2 separate regions of the Drosophila melanogaster genome follow, and region 2 is linked to region 1. Evidence: chromatin contacts called from public Hi-C data. All regions are on one chromosome and are shown on one strand. Each heading gives the region's core, a stretch centred on a gene start, on an enhancer-like site or on the middle of the called end of the contact. The rest is flanking DNA. Distances are from core to core; before and after follow the strand shown. Region 1 holds the start of lawc (leg arista wing complex). Region 2 holds the start of lncRNA:CR42861 (long non-coding RNA:CR42861).

Region 1 (7,206 bases), core at 396-2,895:
GGTGGTGTGCGTGTCTGCGCCAGTCGGTACGCGATTTCAGTTGCGCCGCCCGTTTCGCTCGCGTTTATCGCGACTCACACACTGAAGTGAAGGCGGGCGACAAGCGCTGCCATTGCCAATGCCACAGTGTTGTCCGTTGTTCGCCGCGTTCGCTCTCGCCGCAACTCGAGTCGATATGCCCGAATTCGCCGCCGCGCCTGGCTGTGTGTGACTTGCTTGCTCCAAATTTAGACGAACCCTCATTGTTTTCCTCCCCTGTCTCAGTTTAGAGTTTTAACTAAAAAAGATCACAAGCCAAAAAAAAAAAAAACAAAGAGAAACCTAAAGAAATATCAACCAAAAGTGTGCAAAATCCAAAAGATTCTACAATCCGAATCGAAAACAAAAACATAAGAACCACAAAAGCAGCAGCAGAAAGAGACACAGAGAGCAGCGAAAACTTAACTGCGAATTCAGCGGCTGAAGCAAAGCAGCGGAGCCCAAGTGCAAGCGAGACGGCAGCAGAGCTCCGCTGCAAGGCAACGGGATAGAAAGAGAGATAAATAGAGAGACAGCGCAGCAGCGATATAGAGTGAGAGCAGGCGGGAGAGCGAGTAGCGGCAGCGACAGCAACACAGCCACAAAAGAGATCGTGAGAGGGAGGGAGAGCTAGACGACGACCTACTACACAAAAAAAGGTGATAATTTTTTCATTTCATTCTTTTTACCTTTTGATTTTTCTTTCTTTACCCCCTTCGAATTTCGTTTTAGTTGTATTTTGTGGTATCTATAGTTAACACATCTTGTACGCCTAGTCTAGTTTTAAGTGAAAATCGTACGAATCGTACGTACCAAGAAATGCCAAAGCAAATAATGTAACTTGCTCTCTCTCTCCCTCGCACACTTCCTCTAGCTCTCGCTCTCATTTCATAACTCGTTTTCCATAAATTTCATATATATTTTATTCAGTTGTATATTTCTTTGTTCACCCCACTAAGAATCAAACGCCTTTCCTAATTCTCGTCCAAAAAGTCCAATCAATTCAAAATCATTACGAATTTCGATTTGCAGCTTTGTAGCTCACTTTCATTGAAACCACAAAGAAATAAATGAGAGAGAGAGAGTGTGAACATTTAACAGTAACGAGGGCTGTTATTAACATTTCAGCGGTGCGTAAAAGAAACCAATAAACATTAACAAAAAAAAAAAAAGAGAGTTGCTAAAAACCAAACAAAAATGTCTGCATTTTTCAATCCTTTCGAGTGTGTTTTGTGGGCGGGCTGACGTCTGACATCACGCGGGGCTGCTTCTTTTGCTCCTAGTTACTTTTCTTGGCCCAGAGCTGTGTGGAACAAGTCATAGTAAGAAAGTATCGTTGGTTTACAATGGGCACATTGGAACACTCTTCTATGGAAAGTGCACCACTTGCCCACTGTGTTTTTTCTCTCTTTTTCGCTGCCCCAGCGGCAAATCTTTATCCTTTCGCATCGAATTCGCCATCTAACAGTGTGCGTTAACATGAAAGCGCTAACAGCGGCAGGGCAGCCAGAGCCACAAGGCGAAAGGGTGAGGGGGAGAGTTAGTCAGTGGATGAGTGTTCGCCAGCAAATCGTAATATACTTTTGTAACAGACCACTGCTTCGGGCCGCGCTGGCGGCAGACTGAACCGCGTTGTCACACATTCAAAATTTCAACAAACTTCGCTACGCTGCCGACGTCGACGTCCCCACGCCAAGTTAACCAAGCGAGTGTGAGCGAGTATTGGGCTCTTGAATTCGCCTCACGCTCACTTGTCGCTTTGTCGCCGGCCGCTCTCCGTCTCGCTCTCGTTTTCGGGGAATAATTTCAATGATTTTTCTTTCCTTTGAAAAGAAGTTTCTAGCAGTTGTAGTTGTAGTCGCCCATGGGCTTAGATTGTATTTTTTATGTTGCTCTTCGTTCGTAAATTTCATTTAGTTTGGATATTTTATCATTTTACGAGGGGTTTTAGGCAGTTTTTACTCGATATTTGTACATTTTTGCACTTGTAGTTTCCGCAAGTTATGGTTTTGTTGCGGCATAGCTTAAGTTTTCCCCCACAAATGTTAAATTGAGTGGGTTTTTAAGCATTTTATCATATTTTTTGTAGGGTTTCTTTCAGGTATACGCTGTTAACTATAGGAGAAATATTGTTTTCAAAGTAACAAGTACTTATGTATGTGATTTTTGCCACTTTCGTACATTTTAGACAAATCAATGAATATTTCTCATTTTCAACATATTCTATTATACAATGACTAGCTGAAATACAGAGGTGGTCAAAAGTATTTACAGTATTGAAGTATTTTTGACCACCTCTGTATTTAGCCTTCATTGGTGGTCGTTCATATAATGTTGTTTCCCCACTATCTTATCTCTTTTGATTGGATTTCACATGTTTAAGGGGTCAAAATGAGTGTATTTTTCAATGCTCAATTCGCTTCCGTTTTCAGCATGCTTACTCACGCACACACTTGTGCGCTTTAAACGCTTACGGTTCTGTGTGTGCGTGTATGTAAATGTCTAATACTTGTGTCAATTTTCCCTAGTGATGTAATAGATTTTTTAGGTGCGGCTTTTTTTCCGCCTTCATTCGCTCTGCCATGTTCCACACTTTTTCATGCTCTTTAATATTATTTTTTTTAGTTTGCCAACGAGGTCAGACTGGCACAAATACACATGCAAATGCACGTGCATATGAGTGCGCGCACACAGAGACATCCCTAAATAAATCGCAGTTTGCAGTTCTCCCTTCCACCCTTGCTCTTCTGTCTCTCGTTTGTCTACCTTTCATATGCCCTACCTGTAAGCGATCGCTGTTGTTGTTACTGTTAAATGAATCTGTTACACTCCTCTTCTTTCTTAAAACCTTACTTCCGGCTTGATCATCTCATGCTCTCCCTCCTCTCGCTCTTTCTCACTGTTTCTGCATAAATAAGTTGCCCGCATTTTGTTGTTATCGCTAAATTCTAGTGTATGTGTGTGTGCTGGTTGGGTGTATCTGTATCAGCTTGTAGTATTTCTAAGCCTTGTTTTGGTTTCACGCCCTTTTTATTTAATTATCTGTAGAATGTGCGGCGACCCAGAGATTCCGATTCCGTTATCCCTCATTAAGAAAAGTAAACACCTGCCATAATATGTAAACATTACGCATTTACATATGTATGTACATACATGTACATACACACTATAAACCAAAGAGATTGCCGTTATTGTATTACGAATTTTAAGAATCAAGCTCATCCTAGTAATTGTTAATGTTTGTTTCATTATTTACTGGTCTGGCTACTCTTTTGGTTTGTAATATTAAAAGTAAGTGCGACTTTTCCTTCTCTGCGGTCGCATTTTCCAAAAGTAGAACAAAAAGCATTGGCTTAACCCCTTTTGTTCCCCCCATTTTCCGACCGATTGAAATACGCAAATGATTGATGTAACTTTGTTAGTGCTCGCTTCCTTTGCCTTTAAATTAAGCCCATTAAAATTAATTAAGATATTGACCCAGTTCGCTGGCAGTCGTCGGAAAAGCGTCGGCACAGAAACAAAATTGTTTCAAGTGCCTGACATTTTTACATTAAAGCGACATGACGTCATTAGATGAACTTGTTGTGCTCACTTTGCTTGTGTTTGTTGGTTTCTGCTGGAAAACGAGCATAAGCAGTTAATAATTGGCAGTGATTGCAATAAATGCAAATATGTATTCTTTTTTAAATGGAGCATGAAAAAAGAATATAAGGGGGAAAATCAGCAGAGATTGCAAATAAAAACTATAAACAAACCACGGAGTACTTTAATTTATATGTATGTATGTATGTGTGTGTACATGCATGTATGTACATTAACTGCGAAATTCCACTGTATTTCATTGGTTTCTTTCTTTCCATACTCGCTGGATGGCGGTAAAAGGGGGAAGGTCTGAGTTAGAAAAACAAATGACTTTAAAGTAATTGTGATAAGGCGATAAGCCACTACCAATTTTTCTGCTTGATAATTGATTTCGAATTCAAACCATTTGTTTATTTTGGGCTGGAAATATTTCAATGCTGTTTCTCTCTGCTCTCGACTTCCACTCTCTTTCTTTTTCCCTCTCTTGCCTTTTTTTGTCACTTCTTTCGTTTCTCATCTTCATCAACCTGTTGTTATTATTGCTTCTTTTTAGTGGGCAATTAAAATGAGCAGAAAAAATAAGAACTAAGATGAAAATGAGCAACGGTAAATTTAACTTGCTTGTGTGAGCGGGATGGCTGTTGTAAAAAATATTAGTTTAAAGTCTGGAACTATCAAATTTGCAAACATATGAATATGTACATATGTATATGTGTATCTATATCTATGTTTTCGTACATATTCAATAATGTAAGCAAGCGAATTTTTGACGTACAAAAACAACCTTGTTTCGGCTTTTTTCGTTTTGTTTTCTTCTCAATGATTTTTTTTTACTCATTTCGCATACATTTCAAAACAAACAATACAAATTCATTGATTTCGACTTTTACTTTCCTCCGCATAACTGTAAATTTTTTGCGCCTTCGCTGTGGTCGCTTTCTTTGTGGCGTCTTCTTCCACGGCAGAACACCAGCGCAAAAGAGAATCGAAATCTTGGACAGAGAGAGAAATAAGTGTGTCATCCACATGCCTTTTATTCAGCTTGACCCCCTTTTTCCCAAAGTGTAATGCGTAAGCACTGAAGGATTAACCATTAAATTTTGCTAAGTATTTTATCACTTCTCTGACGTCAGCCAATAAAAAACTACAACCCAGCCTAAAGCTATAAATGTATGTAAATGTACACATATGTATGTATGTGTCTGTATGTACATATGTATGTATATTGCTTTAATTGATTAACACGCAAAAAGTTGTATTTGTATTTTTAAATGAAGCACAATGAAAATAAAATTACAAGGAGGCACTCAAATCGCAGTCACAGTGGTTTATAATGTTTTTCATAATGTCCTATTACAAATATTGCTGTTCTTGAGACAGTGTTTTACGGTTGAACTCATTGCCAAGGAGCTCAATTTTATAAGTTCGTACATACGAATGTATGCACATGAATACGTACATATGTACATACATACATATGTACTATATTTTTTATTAGTTGTTGGTCAAACACACGCATTGTGGTTACAGCGAGTTAGCAGTTTAGGCAAAACGCAATCAATTAGCACATGGTTTATGCCAACAGCAATGCCACTACGTATTTATAAATATCTGCTCATATATTTACACATACCAATGTATCTTTGTACGTACATACATATGTACATATACTTCGCTTTTCACGAACAACGAACAGTAGCAGCAAGGTCAGCGATAAAAGCTAATTTCCTTTCCGTCTGACTTTTTATCCTGTCTCGCCAGACAGCCACGAAATCCCCCAACTAACTCCCCGAACTTTTCGCTTGATCCCCCCTCACCCGTTGAGTGTATTGATTTCATTATCCTGCTTTTGGTGTTGCCTTTATAATGTGTGACAACTTCCAAATACTCTATAATTTAATTGGGGTTTTTATTATATGCTAATATGGTGTTATATGGTTATGTGCTAATATGGATGTGGATGGTTCTATTTCGCTGTCCCAGTCAATTGTAAACCCATGTTGTAGCTTCCCTCTGGTTTTTAAATACAAAGAACAGTAGCGGTCACAACAATAGTGCAAGAGTCCATGGAAGAAACCTGGTTATGATACGAAAGTCTACCCAAAAATTTCCCATTAGCAAAATGACCAAAATTTCCAAAAATTCTAAAATGCCAATCAAGTTGCCTTTAACTTTTCTTTCAGTCCTAATAAATGACACTTCATTTGAAGCCTGACAAGTCAGGTGAAAAAAATCAGTTGAACTAAATCGATTGAGCTATACGGAGCAAAAAAGCAGTGCATAAAAAAACAAAAAAATAAAATAAAAGAAGAACACAAGTTATTAAAAAAAGATTTTTTTTATCGAAAACTTGTGTTAGTGGTGCTAATATCGTGACCCAGAGTGAGCAGGCAAGTTGTACACACATGGAAATGTTAATTTGTATTTTCAGCACACCTAGAAAATATTTTTTTATTCTCCTTTTGATGAATACAATTCCTAAAAATTCAATAAATGTTGCCTTTAACTTTTCTGTAAGTCCTAATAATGACATTTTCATTTGTCAGTTGAACAAAATCACTGTATATTCAGTGCCTTAGAGTTTACATAGACCAGTCTTAAGTTATACCCGAAAATGTAGGGTATTTAGGAATTACAATTCATTACCCTTGTCTGGGGGCCTTGAAGTTGCTCTCTTCTCAGCGATTCTCCAGTTTGCTACCCCCCGTTTGCCCTCACGAAATAACGGTAAATAATAACAAATCGCCAGCTGACTCCGTCTGCAATCCCATAGTGGCTAGTCTTTTTTTTTTGTGTAGGACATGTCATCGACTTGGTTTTTGTTGCTTGTCTGCTTCTTTGCTTTCTTCTTCTTGGCGTCTCTTCTTCGCTTTTGTGCAAAGGAGGAGCGTTTAAAAGAAAAGGGGAGAAGGTTAGGCACTTGGCAAAAAAGAATATACCAGTTCAATGACTTAGGGGCGTCCAACGATTTCGGGGTTGTCTTTTATATTTACTGTTATTGCCCTTTTCTCCATGGGACATTCTTGAATATCTAATATGGAGCATGTCGTTTTCAACACTGGCACGTACTCTCTAGAAATTGTTATAATATTCTTATTTTTTGTTTATCATATTGAGTCATACGCTGTCGACTAAGTGCAGTGAACAAATTATGTATTCATGCAGTTAAGCATATAAATGTACATATAGATTCGTGATGGGTGTATATACATGCATATATACATACATACATACATACATGGGGTGTTTGTTTATCTATCTTGGTAATGGGATTTTTGTAGAGCTCGTTGATTTCTCGTGCACGCAGCATTTCCGCTCTCCGGGTCTTGGTTTTTGGATATGAATGTTTCTGTTTCGCTGTCCCAGGCAATTGTCAACCCATTTTGTGCTCCCCTCTGGTTTTTTAGATACAAAGAACAACAGCGGTCACAATAGTAGTGCAACAGACCATGGAAGAAAACCGGTTATGATGCGAAAGTCTAGCCAAAATCTGATTTTCCCATTAGCAAAAAGAAAGAAATTCCAGGTCAAAATTTCAAAAATTTAATAATGCCCATCAAGTTGCCTTTGACTTTTCTGTAAGTCCTTACATTGACATTTCCATTT
Region 2 (6,335 bases), core at 1,487-3,986, 5.3 Mb after region 1:
CACGGCCGCATGCCAACTGGTGTCCGGTGTGTACGAAAAGATTTGAGAGGCTGTAGATAAGAGCATGGAGCATTTAAATCATTCGATTTCGCTAATCCAATTTGAAGAGCATGCCTTAACTCACCACTAGATTCCATGACCTTCATTAGTTCGTCGCGCTCCTTCATCATACCCTGCTCCTCGCAGATTTCTCTTAGAAAATTAATGGATTTGCCCGTCATGAGTATCTTATTGGCCATATCCATGGGCACAAACTTGGGCAGCATTGGCAATCGTAGGCGGAATTTATCGTGCCATAGCCGATCAACGCCCACATCTTTAATGGACTTCACAAAGAACTCTCTATGCATATCGCTAATGCCGCCCTCCAGAATCCATTTGGAGATCATGCGCACCAGTGGGCCACAAATGGCAGTTAGGAGATCCTCCACCAATTTATTGACCATATCGTTACCGTTGTCAAGGAAATCATAAACGGTCGATGCCAAATCACCGCCCTTCTTTACCTGGCAGGCGTCGGCAATCTTGGTTAACCACTGCATCCGGTGCAGTGGCTTTATATACCAGGCGAGCAGCTTGAATAGCGTCATTTCATCGCCAGCATCGGGCCCACTATCCTTTTTCCCCTTGTTTGCAATTCCATTCACCGAGGCCTGCCGAAAACGCTGCATTTCATCGTGAAGCATTGCCACTTGCCCGTGAAAATTCGCCAGCTCCTCCTTGAGTTTGGAAATCAGGGCCTGGCCCATGCTGCCAATGGCATTGAAACCGGTCGATACATCCGAAAACTTGACCACTCGATCGTGGTAGTAGCCAAGTTCGGAGAGCCGCAGCAACATGCCCGCTTGGCCGGTGGTCAGGAACTTGATGTTCTGCTGATCCAGCTTGAAACGGCCCGTTACCACATCCTTCTTCAAATACTTCCCTTGAACGCCGGTGAAGGAGTAAATGGCACTCATCACTATATCATGTCGAGACTCGGGCAACATCTTTGTTGCATCCAGGTAGTTGGGCAAGGACTGTTTTCTCAATCCGATGCTGGACTGTGTGGCATCATAACTGTGGCTTGCTGCTGCTCCTGTTACCGCTGCTGCTCCTGTTACCGCTGCTGCTCCTGTTACCGCTGCTGCTCCTGTTACCGCTGCTGCTCCTACTCCATTTCCGTTGACCACTCCCATCTCATTCAGACTGGCTATGGAGGAACTTATTGAGTTAAGACGACTGACCAGAATCTGAGTGAGATTATCGCACTGAGTACGTGGATCTTCGCTGGCAACTGCCTTTTCGGCATCCGAATTGTCGGTCATCGTAAGTAGATGGGTCATTAGCGAGTGCCTCATGTGCGGATCGCACTTGGTCAACGTGAGTTTCCTGTACAGCTCATTGAAGTGATCCGACACAGTTTTGCCCTCCTCCTTCTTATTCCGGGCGCTCAGCAGTTTCATTATCTTCTGGACACATTCGCGCTCAGTCAACATATTTGAGTCCCGAATGACCCGACTATTGGCGGCAATCATTTTGCTTAAATGATCCATTGCTTTTTCTGCAAAAGATTGAACAAAGTGCATTAAAACAAGGGCAATGAAGCCTACAATTATGTATAGTGTCTAGTGTATGTGTTGCATTACGTATCCTTAGATTCATTGATTTGGAAATTGTACGTATTGAGGACCTTGAGGATCTAAGAAACTTGCTCATACTTTTATAGTTAAGTATATGTGATCAATAGTCATTTAAAAACAATTCAAAACTATCTACTTTCGGATAAATATCTTTGAATACTTTGAATTGTTTGTGGGATATATACATTAATTTTGAACATTTACGACTATGCAACACACTTTGGCAATGGTTATTGCTACATTTAATCTAGAACTATAAAAATATAAGTATATGTATTGTTAGTTGCATATCTCAAGGACTCTCTGTTTGAAAATGCCATGAAATATGTTGAGTTTCTGGGATTAACTATAATCCTGAAGCACGTGGTCGATTCCCAAGGGTGGAGGCCTTCTTCCCGGAATGCCAGAGCAGTCCGTATGCCTTGCGTGCCTGGACAGCCAGTGAGTGATTGCACATTCCCAAATCTCACCGTGAACTTCGGGCATCTGCTTGCCCTTGATGCAGATGATCATCTCGTTAATGATATTCGATATATCAGTGGAATTGGTTGCCACATCGATGCCGGCGATCCTGTCCTGCGACATCCTGGTGCACTGAATTGTTCATAAATATCCAATCAAGCGCGCGTTAAACAGCCGATTTTGGATGGCTTGGTAATTGCGAAGTGGACAACAACTGTTGGCCAATGGCAAACGCACAGCTGTTCCCTGGCTATAATACGGCGTGCAGTCACTGGCAATTGTTCGGGATGCGTGAAATCTTCGACAGATAGGACAAAAACGCATCCAATTGGCGCGTACTTCATACAAATAATTTATTAAAATTATTTAGTGCAGTGTTACCGAATCTGGGAAACTTGACAAGGCAAAGTCCTAGCCGCTGGCGGGCACACACTGGCCGAAGGTGCAGCGATCTGGCAGCGCTCGTCTGCAATAGGCTATGCCATTTTGATTATCGTTCTACATTTTACTATAAAAATGTATTTCTGTCGGAATGTTACTGAATGTAGCATTTTTGTATAACAGTTATGTTTAGAAGTGCAGCTTTCAGCTTTTATGTTAATTCCATTGCAAACATCTGACAGCTCTGGGGCCGCAAACGTTTCCAACTCTCACTCGCCTGGTCACACTGTCCGTTTTGCATTTGCAATTGCTTGTAAGCAAAAATGGTAAACTTTAAAATTGTTAATATTTAATATAAAGGCTGAAGACATAGATGAGACTGACCAACTGCGTTTCGCCATGGAGCACACCAACGGCTGTAATTGGCTACAAGTCGTGTTTGATACCTACTGCTGGGGGAGTTAAAGCTTAAGGTGCTGCAAGGATGTCTTGGAATTCCAATGGACAAGGACTTTCCTTCGTCGCAATGGGCCATCAGCAGCTGGATGCGGTGGAGCAGTACCTGGAGCAGCCAACCCAACTACCTAGCAATATGTGGGCTAATCCTGAGCCCCAGAAATCAAGCTGGAACCACCGAGTGAACCGGTGACCAAGAAGGATTCTTCGCCACCAGATTTGAACGCGAAATAATATGTGAAATAATATATAATGTATATAATGTGTATTGAAACAGAAACCTCCGGTATTTAATTTAGAACATAGTTAAACTCTCATCCGGTTTACCTTACTCACTTCTATACGTAATTGCATTTAATATCCGGAGATTTCTGTAACGAAAAAAAAGCAAAATAAATGTTGGCCCGATCCTAAATTATTTCCAACTAAATAAACGAATTTGCCCATTGAAAACGCATTAAAATATGTTTTTAATTTTTATTTTTGATGTATATTTTCTGCTTTTAACACATTAGTTTATATATATATATATGTAGATATATATATTAAATATATATAGATGTGTGGGCGCGCATTTTTAAGAATATGTCGAATTTTGTTTCTTCATGAAGTGTGAACATTTTAAAATATAAGTGCGGCGAAAACAAAGTCTTTTTCTTATCATATAAAATGCAGCTTTTATTCAATCAAAAAAAAAAAAAAGCAAGCAGAATAAGATGAATCCGTGGGTAAATATACGTATAAAGTAAAATTAAGCTTAATTATGTTAGTCTTCTGACACACAAAGTTACAAAAAAATTAAGGAAAATCATGTTTTCGATGCGCATAGGAATATTATAAATGTTTTTCTCAATTTCAAGTCAATGGAATTTGTTTTGTGTAATCATCAGAGTTTTGATTGCGTTGATAGCATAAATCATCATCATTGGTTCGTTCCAAATACAAGTTATTCAATCAATTCAATCAACCCAAGAGGTGTGTGTGAGTGTGTGTGTACGAGTGCCTATAACAGTTTCATGTAAATAATATGCTTTGATTTCATGTGGCATAATGACGGTCGTGCTAAGTACGCCCACTCGCATCCTTTATGTGAGATCCTAGCCACAAAAAGCGACCCATCTCTGTTCCTGTTGCTCCTGCTCGTGGTTCCCCGCATACTTTTGGCTGGATTCTTCTTTCTTTTTCTTTTTTTTGTGATCGTTTCACTCATATCTCCTTTTTTAACAAATATTTAAAATATACTTTCGAATTACGCTGGTAGTTACATGTAGGTAAGATATACGTTGTAGGTGTTTATGTAGTATAATAATGAATATAGTTTAAACGGAGATCAAATTCCGATTGATTGTTTGTTTTTTTGTGGTTTTTTTTTTTTGCTTGTTTTTGTTTTTCGTTTGTGTCCTTATCTGGATTCTGAGGATAAGTTCTTTTTATCAAGTTTGCGACAAATTCTTCATATCGTCTTTTGTTTCTTATAAATGGTGTATTTATTCTTTGCGTTCGTATGAATTTTCGTTTTTTTTTTTTGTAATTTGGTGTTTTTTTTTTTGTTTTTGTTTAATGTTTGCTTCTCTCTTGTTGCTCCTCTAGTTGTCATTGGGTGGCTGGGGGCAGTGGTCATATAAGCATGTGCAGCATATAACGTCCCCGTTGTCCCTATGATTTAATCACGCATGGTGAAGGTAGTCGGCTTCACGTGGCCGCCGTCGCCCTCCGAAACGAAACGCTTGCGTCCGCTGCAAATATAAAACGGGGAAAATTGATCAGAAATCGGTAACACAATTCGAGTAGTAGTAAATATAATGGCCCTTGAAGTTCGGTAAACAAATCATCATTTTAGCCTGATACACATTTGCTATTGTTAAACAATGTTTTTTTTCTTATTTTTAAAAGACTTTGCAGTGGTGTAGCTTTTCTTAAACAAAGAAATAAATGCATGTGAAATGCAACTGCATAATACTATCTCGTTCTCTTTCTCTCTCTCGCGCTGCCTTACGCACTAAGCAATTACAATTATGCAATGCATTGCCGCTAAAACAAAACAAAAAAAAAACAAATATAATACAAAGAACAAGAAAACAAAGAGGAGAAAACAAAAAACAAGTTGCGAAATGCTTGGCGCAAATTTGGTAACAACAATAACAAGAACAACAACGAATTTGCACAAAAGTTCATTCAACCGTTGACCCTTTTTCGCTCTCTCTCTCTCTATCTCTCCCGTTGGGAGTCTCTCTCTCCCGTTGAGGTTCTCTCTCTCCACTGCTCTCTTTACTGCAACAGCTGTGCAAAAGTAGCGGGTGAACCAAATGCAGTGGGGTGGTGAGAAGGTGGGGAGAGCGAGGTAAATTAAAACTAGTTTTATATATTTAAAGGGGGACACCACCAAGCTGGCCAATCAAAGGATTCTGGCCTAGAAACAAAACAAACAACAACAATGGCAAAAACCAGCTGGAGCCTTAATTGTTGCTACTATAAATATGTGACCAAGTGGGGTACTAAATGCAGAAATATACATACATATCTATTTATAAACACAAACACACACACAAGTGCACTGGTGTAGAAGAGTCAGTTAAAATTGAGGCAAGATAAGCGCGCGATCAGCAAAGCAAGTAAATACAAGAGTTAAACAAATAACAAAATATATAAAAATAAATCAAAAATAATAAAGCAAAAGCATAAAAGAGCGGAGACCTCAGAAAAAAACCACAGCCAGTTGTAGCGCTGTGCTGGCAGTTTGGCTACTTTATAGATGAAGCATTTGCCATTTTATTACAACTACGATTTCTTTAAGCTAACTAACTAAAAATGATCAAGAACTTGATTCTATACCATACTTTATTAATTTATTTCACATATATTCTTAAAGCGAATATATTGGAGTTATTAGAATATAGCTGGAAAACAGCCAGCACTGGGCCTCATGAACCGTTATGTCTGAGTCTCTTGGCATTGAGTTCAGCTTTAAAAAAAAACCAAAACAGAATGAAAAAAACAACTTTTGCAGTTGTAGTTGCGTTGGCGTCAAATGCAGTTGTTGTTGGGTGTAAAATGAGCGGTGTTTGTGCTGTTGTGCCTTTGCGGCTGCTGCAGTTTGTTGCTATTCTAGTCGCTGTTGCAGTTGTTGTTATTGCATTTGTGGCTGTCGCGCGCTGTGGCAAAGTGCAATAGCCGCTGTCAAGGCGAAATGCAAATGCAAATGCAGTTATAGTAGTGGCAGTAACAACAACGACAGCAGCAACAACAGCAGCACTACTAAAGTGGGAGTGGCAGAGCAGGTCGATAACAGCAACTTGGCAGCCATGTTTACCTTCGCACAAACACTAAAAACAAAACAAAACAAAAAGCAACAACAACACGCCAAGACGATCTTGAGCCACATGCAGGTTGTTGCACCAACAAACAACAACAGAA

The links. Hi-C and Micro-C count contacts between places; a contact is called where the count stands out from the background.
Region 2: a contact with region 1 is called in a Hi-C map of the Kc167 cell line, with 2.2 times the contacts expected there. The contact joins the promoter of lncRNA:CR42861 here to the promoter of lawc in region 1. A contact is called at or near these places in 3 of 107 Hi-C or Micro-C datasets (the Kc167 cell line, embryo and eye imaginal disc).

What each region holds. Positions count from the first base shown.
Region 1 is chrX:8,410,013-8,417,218 of dm6, forward strand. lawc (leg arista wing complex) reads right to left here and starts at 1,646. Exons shown (of 4, transcript NM_001258650.2): 1 at 1-1,646. Trf2 (TATA box binding protein-related factor 2) reads left to right here. Exons shown (of 10, transcript NM_206654.2): 2 at 265-677.
Region 2 is chrX:13,742,192-13,748,526 of dm6, forward strand. It overlaps lncRNA:CR42861 (long non-coding RNA:CR42861), which reads left to right and starts at 2,737. Exons shown (of 2, transcript NR_037726.1): 1 at 2,737-2,753; 2 at 2,826-3,285. Grip91 (Gamma-tubulin ring protein 91) reads right to left here and starts at 2,492. Exons shown (of 5, transcript NM_080180.4): 1 at 2,093-2,492; 2 at 125-1,543; 3 at 1-50. The coding sequence starts at 2,207. Pdcd4 (Programmed cell death 4) reads right to left here. Exons shown (of 4, transcript NM_001272604.1): 4 at 3,386-4,657. The coding sequence ends at 4,585.